Linked DNA regions of Gossypium hirsutum: region 1 is linked to region 2. A link is a contact called in public Hi-C data. All regions are on one chromosome and are shown on one strand. The core of a region is the stretch at or near the end of the contact, and the rest is flanking DNA. Distances in the headings are between cores, read along the strand shown.

The links. A called contact is a pair of places that touch in the nucleus more often than the background predicts.
Region 1: a contact with region 2 is called in a Hi-C map of leaf, with 2.1 times the contacts expected there. The contact joins the promoter of LOC121229561 here to the enhancer-like site in region 2. A contact is called at or near these places in 3 of 34 Hi-C or Micro-C datasets (all in leaf).

Annotation. Positions count from the first base shown.
Region 1 is chrA05:96,299,817-96,302,929 of Gossypium_hirsutum_v2.1, forward strand. LOC121229561 (protein YIPF1 homolog) reads left to right here and starts at 1,267. Exons shown (of 6, transcript XM_041114166.1): 1 at 1,267-1,419; 2 at 2,033-3,086. The coding sequence starts at 3,030. LOC121229562 (a long non-coding RNA gene) reads right to left here and starts at 1,110. Exons shown (of 2, transcript XR_005927317.1): 1 at 522-1,110; 2 at 28-377.
Region 2 is chrA05:95,734,264-95,736,963 of Gossypium_hirsutum_v2.1, forward strand. It overlaps the pseudogene LOC107957119. Among protein-coding and RNA genes, the nearest start is that of LOC121229556, 68 kb to the left of the region's middle. Within about 2 kb of position 1,313, at least 5 of the 9 cell types and tissues checked have an H3K27ac peak or open chromatin away from gene starts, as enhancers often do. A contact at or near this core is called in leaf, where this site is marked.

The DNA of each region.
Region 1 (3,113 bases), core at 17-2,516, 570 kb after region 2:
ATAAATTTTGAGAGTTTTAGAGTTGTGGTTTTTGAATTTTTTTTTTTCAAACTTGAACGTATATACAAATGTCATAGTTAGTGCCTATCCCTTCCGAGCCATGAGAGTTCCCTTTTAAATGAAGGGCCTCCTCCAACCAAGGGCTTCCTAATGTGCGAGCAAGGTATCCCCTAGTGTGTTAACATAGGACCTGCCTATGTGTACTGGAGTAGCCCTTTTGGTGTGCTAGCAAATGGCTCCCCTAGCATGCTGGTGAAGGGCCCCATAGTATGCAACCGAGTAACCCTTGGGTGTTGGAAAAAGGCTTCCTATTAGCCCCATGTTAACCCTCTCTTGGGAGTATAAGAAGTACTTTTTTATGTATTTGAAGGAAATATCTGCATTGCCACCATAAGTTAAAAGCTTCAAGAAACCCAAATTAGACAACAACTTCAAAAGACCCCACACTACTAAAAGCTTCAAGAGATGCATAAATAGAGAAAGATAAAAGAGCTTGAGGGAATTAAGCCATGGATTCTTACTCATAGAAGAGACATGATCTTTTGCTTAGTTCCCACATATGACGCCAACTATTATTACACAAAATTGAGAGTATTTGTAATGGTGGTTCATACCACATTTGGTGTGAAAAGCCACTTAAGTTAGTGATTTTGAGGGGTCTCGTGAGCTTGGAGAGATTATGAATGCTTTGGCATATATCTTGGAACCTTTTTTTTTTTTTGATAGAGAGAACTTTTATAAAGAGTTTTTATGTGAGTCCCACTAAAATGATATGCTAATATATAAGGTGGTTGTATGGACATCAAAGCTTCATTAGAATGTGAATAACCCCATCACATTCTAATGAAGCACTCAAACTCGTAATCACCAAATATTATTTTATTGGGATCCATACCAAAATTCTTCCTTTATAAAATCTCTCTCCATCACAAGAGAAAAAAGATACGTGACAATATTTTACCTAATCTCTCTCAAAAATCTATTTGAATGAGACCCCCAAAAACCACCAACTTCAATGGCTCTCCGCACAACACATGTGTGAACCATAATAATAAATCATCCCCAATTCTTATGTTATTATATAATATTTTTTTATAAAATTTTTGAACTACTCATAATCTCTAAACCTTTAAAATAAAAAGTTATTATGAAATTGATAACACTTAAACTTACAACCTACAAATTATTATAATAACACAACTATATTTTTAAACACACGATATTTACATACAGAAATTGAGGGGATGCTGTTAACAATGAATTCCTATATGAACCTATCAATCTTTCGAGTTGTTGCAATCCTAGATTCAAAACGAAACTCTTTATTAATATTTTATATCATGAGAAATTTCAAGTTCGTGGCTGCTCATTTTGCTCTTGTTTTATTTGCTTTGGCTTTCACTGTATTGGTTGCAGAAGGTAAGTCCCAAATTAATCATTTCCATTATTTATTTAAAATTTCAGCGCATTTAATAATGTATTGGAGAAAAGTTGTAATTTAATTTTCTTTAAGTGTTTAAGTATTAAATAAATTTTTATTTAATATAAAATTCGAAAATCATGGTTTGTTGAATGGAGTTAATAAGTACATAGGATAAAATATATTTAGATAGATTTATTTAAATTTATATGTTTTAACTAAGAAAGAAAATTATTTTTTTAAAGTTTTATCCAAAATTATTTTGAATATATTATTATGATATAAAAGTAAATTTATAAACTAAATATTTCTTTTAAGGAATAAACTAAATGTTTTTAATAATTAATAATTAATACTTAATTTTTTAAATTTATTAAAGATAGTAATTTTTAAAATTTTGATATACTATCAGTAGAGTTTTTAATTTCATAAGCAGAGTCAAGAAATTGATAAGTCTCCTGTAAGAATATAGTAAAATATTTATATATATATATAAAAGAGACTTGTGATAATTTTTTAAAATTTTTTTGTAAAATAAAAAAATATGCTGTGAATATATCAAATATTAAATACCATTTTAATTTTATTTTATTTTATTTTATGTAAAAACAGGTAAGAGATTGCTTAATGCGAACATTAACCTTGGACCATGTCTGTTGCACCTTGAATGTAGCCCTCAAGTTAATTGTTGGTGCTGCATGGGCGACCCCAGAAAGCAATGTTGGTTGTATAAATCCGATTGCCTGGCCTATTGCTAATGAATCTGGAAGAAAAAGAGAAGTCCAAATTTATATGTCATTTCAAGTAATTCATGTTCTTCTAAAGATATTAAATCTAAGTACTTCAAAAGAAATCAATTCAACTCCATGATTTTGAGTTTGAATATTATTGGCATTGTTCAAAATGTAAATTCCAATTAAGGATATTAAAAATTATACGTATGCATTCAATTTTTTGTATAAATTTTAATTGCATGCATTCAATCATTTAACATAAACGAAGATAAATTAATTGAGTTATAACTTAGTTAACATCAGTTTAACTGTAACAATCAAGAGAACATAGATTTAATGGCATTTAAGCGCACATTTTTTCAATTTAAAATTTTTAAAAAAAATTATGAATAAAGTAGTTAATAGAATACAAGTATTTTTATTTGAAAGATAGGAATTGGAAATACTATTTTAATAATAAAATTTTATTTAATATTGTTAGAATAATAAAAATAAGGTATTCATTCATATGGGTTGAACCCAAACCATCCCATGAATACATGAGCCGTCAATTAAAGTAAAAAAACTGGAGCCAAAAGTAGGCCCATCAATAATCCAAAAGTGAAAGACTAATCATGTGAACGTAGCTGGAAAATTTAAAAAGGCGAGGAAACGCGTGAAACGCAGCGCTTATCAATGGCGCGTCCCAAGAAAGTTAGAGCCATAAGTAGTTGACGGTTTAGTCAAAGTATTTCTTTCCCTCGTCGTCTCCGTTGCTTCTAAACTACGGCAAGGAAAACTCATCAGAACTTTTCTCCTTTTAACTAATTTCCACTTTCCAAAAGAAAAACTAAATCTCTTTTTTGTTAAACTCTTAGTTCGATCTCTTACTTTCAATGGATGAATCTTCGTATTGGAATCATCCTACTAGTCATTTACTCGGCTCAGTTCCCGTAAGCTTCTTAATTTTCTTTTTCTCT
Region 2 (2,700 bases), core at 63-2,562:
AACAAAATGATTCAAAACTCTCTAATTTCTCCCAAATCTACTTGCATGGTGCCTCGTCATAGTTAGGGGTGAGCAAAACTCGATTCGATTTAAAAAAATTAATTTTTTTTTAAATTTTGAGTTAATCGAATCGAGTTATTTGAATTATTCGAATCAAATCGAATAACTCAAGTCGAGTTGAATTTTACAATTCGAATAACAAATTGGTGTAAATACCCCCTTTTGGTGCTTATCAATTTTGAAATTAAGCAAATTGGTCTCTTTCTCAACAAAAATTACAAAATAATTCAAAATAATTTTTAAATTTCAAAATGTTTATAAAAATTTCAAAATTTACATTTTAAAAATATATATAAAAAAGTTAAAATTTTAAAAATTTTGCAAAATAACAATTGTAGGGACCTAATTAATGATTTAAATTTATCATACTCAAGTAACTTATTTTTATTATTATTTTGCTTTGAAAAATTTTCAAATATATATGGTTTCAAATTTATGTGCTCTAACATAGAATTAGTTATATTATAATAATATTTTTATTTAACATATATTTTTTTTAATTTAACTCGAACAATTTCGCTAGATCTGACTCGATTCAAATTTTATTTCACTCGACTCGATTTGAAAAAAATTCAAATTGAGTTAGGATGATAAAGTAAAACTCGTGAACTCAATTAATTTAAAATATTTTCACTCGATTCTAACCCTAATAATATGCTAACACTATGCAACAAAGCTCGTAAATATAATCACCCGGAAAACTCTCTCCTTCAAATTTGTCTAAGCATTCTCTAACAGTTTAAAAAAAGCTCTTATTTTTCATTTTAATTGGTGCTATTAGAATTATACCATGTTTTTAGGGAAAAATATTTTCTAAAATTATACCATGTTTTGTAATTTGTCTATTTTTTTTTATGTTGAAGTGGTGAATGAAGAAAATAAATTTGTGATGTGGGTATGTTGTTACAATGGATAGGTAGATAGTAATAATTTAATTGTATATTATCAAAATAAAATAAAATTAATTGAAGTTCAAGGAGTAGAAAATGAGCAGAGAGAAATTGTTAAATTTCATCCAAGTGGGCTATTTTTTTACCCTTTTTAAGTCATAAATAATTTCTATAATTTTCTATAATCTATTTTGTAATTTTTATCTTATTTTCTATATTTTGTTATGATTTTTTATCAAGTTTTACAATTTTTATATTTTAAAAAATTTAAAAGAAATATCATTTTTTTTCACTACGTTATCCTTCTAGTAACTATCAACTATCCTGTCGGTCACGTCTCCCATTCACCATGTCCACTCGGTATGGCAAACCAAATGGTCCTCCTATTGCCGTATTTCAATCATAAAGCAAGTAGAAGAAATCAAATCTTGCAAAAGAAAATGGAGCAAGAACAACAACAACAGCCACACACATCATCATCTCATGTACTAATCTTCCCTCTCCCGGCACAAGGCCATGTCAACTCCATGCTGAAGCTAGCTGAGCTATTAGCACATGCAGGCCTCAAGGTCACCTTCCTAAACTCCCACTTCATCCATCAACAACTTCTTCGTCACACCGATATTCTTTCCCGCTTCGCCAAATATGCGGGATTCCAATTCAAGACCATACTAGATGGTGTCCCTGACGATCATCCCAGAGTAGGCAGTGATTTTGTGAGGAAGCTCTTTGATGGTTTGGAATTGATAACCAAACCACTTTTCAAGGAAATGCTGGTTAATAGTAAGCCGAAAGTGGATTGTATTATAGGAGATGGGGTCTTAGGGCTCGCACTTGATATTGCTGATGAGCTTGGAATTCCCATCATTCAGTTTCGTACCATTAGTGCTTGCAGTCTCTGGGCTTATTTTGCAATCCCTGATATGATCCATGCTGGGGAGCTTCCTATCAAAGGTATTATTCCTTTCTTTTTAACAACTTAACTCATCCATTAATCATAAGACGCTATTTCTTAAACTTCAAATTCGAATCCAGTGTCTTCTGGAAGCGAAGATAAATGAAAATTCTACACTAATTATTAGAGTTTGGGTTCACACTACGATGAGAGAAAATCCCGGTTTTGATTTGTCTCAAATTTATAGGGGTCGATTTCTTTAATAAAATTTCTAGTCCGTGTGTATCCACCTCACCGTGTTTTATATATAATTTAATTTTGCTATTAATTCTTATACTTTCTAAAAAGTTATAGATTTAGTTTTTGTACTTTTTAAACTAGTCAAATTTATTCTCTTTATTTTTTAAAATATAAAATTTTAGTCTTACCTCAGCAGTAATAATTAAATTCGTTTGGTTAAATTTAATTATTCGTACTATTCATAAAGTTATCAATTTAGTTTATTTTCTTTATTTGGATCATTCTAAATTTTTATATTTTTTCGAATTTTGAAATTTCAATCTTAATATAAATCACAGTCATTAATTCATTAATTAAATTTTTAATGAGTAATATGTAAAAATGATAAGTTGACATGAAATTACATATATAATAATATATTTGGCTATTTATATTTTAGTATTTTATTTTTAACTACATATCTATGTTGTAAATCTGTACTTTCCAGACATACACGTGATTTCTGATATCAAATAAGGCCTCTGACAAAACTACATGTGTTTGTGGAAGGAAATGAAGATATGGATCGACTAATAACAAGTGTTCCAGGCATGGAAGCTTTTCTTAGATGTCGAG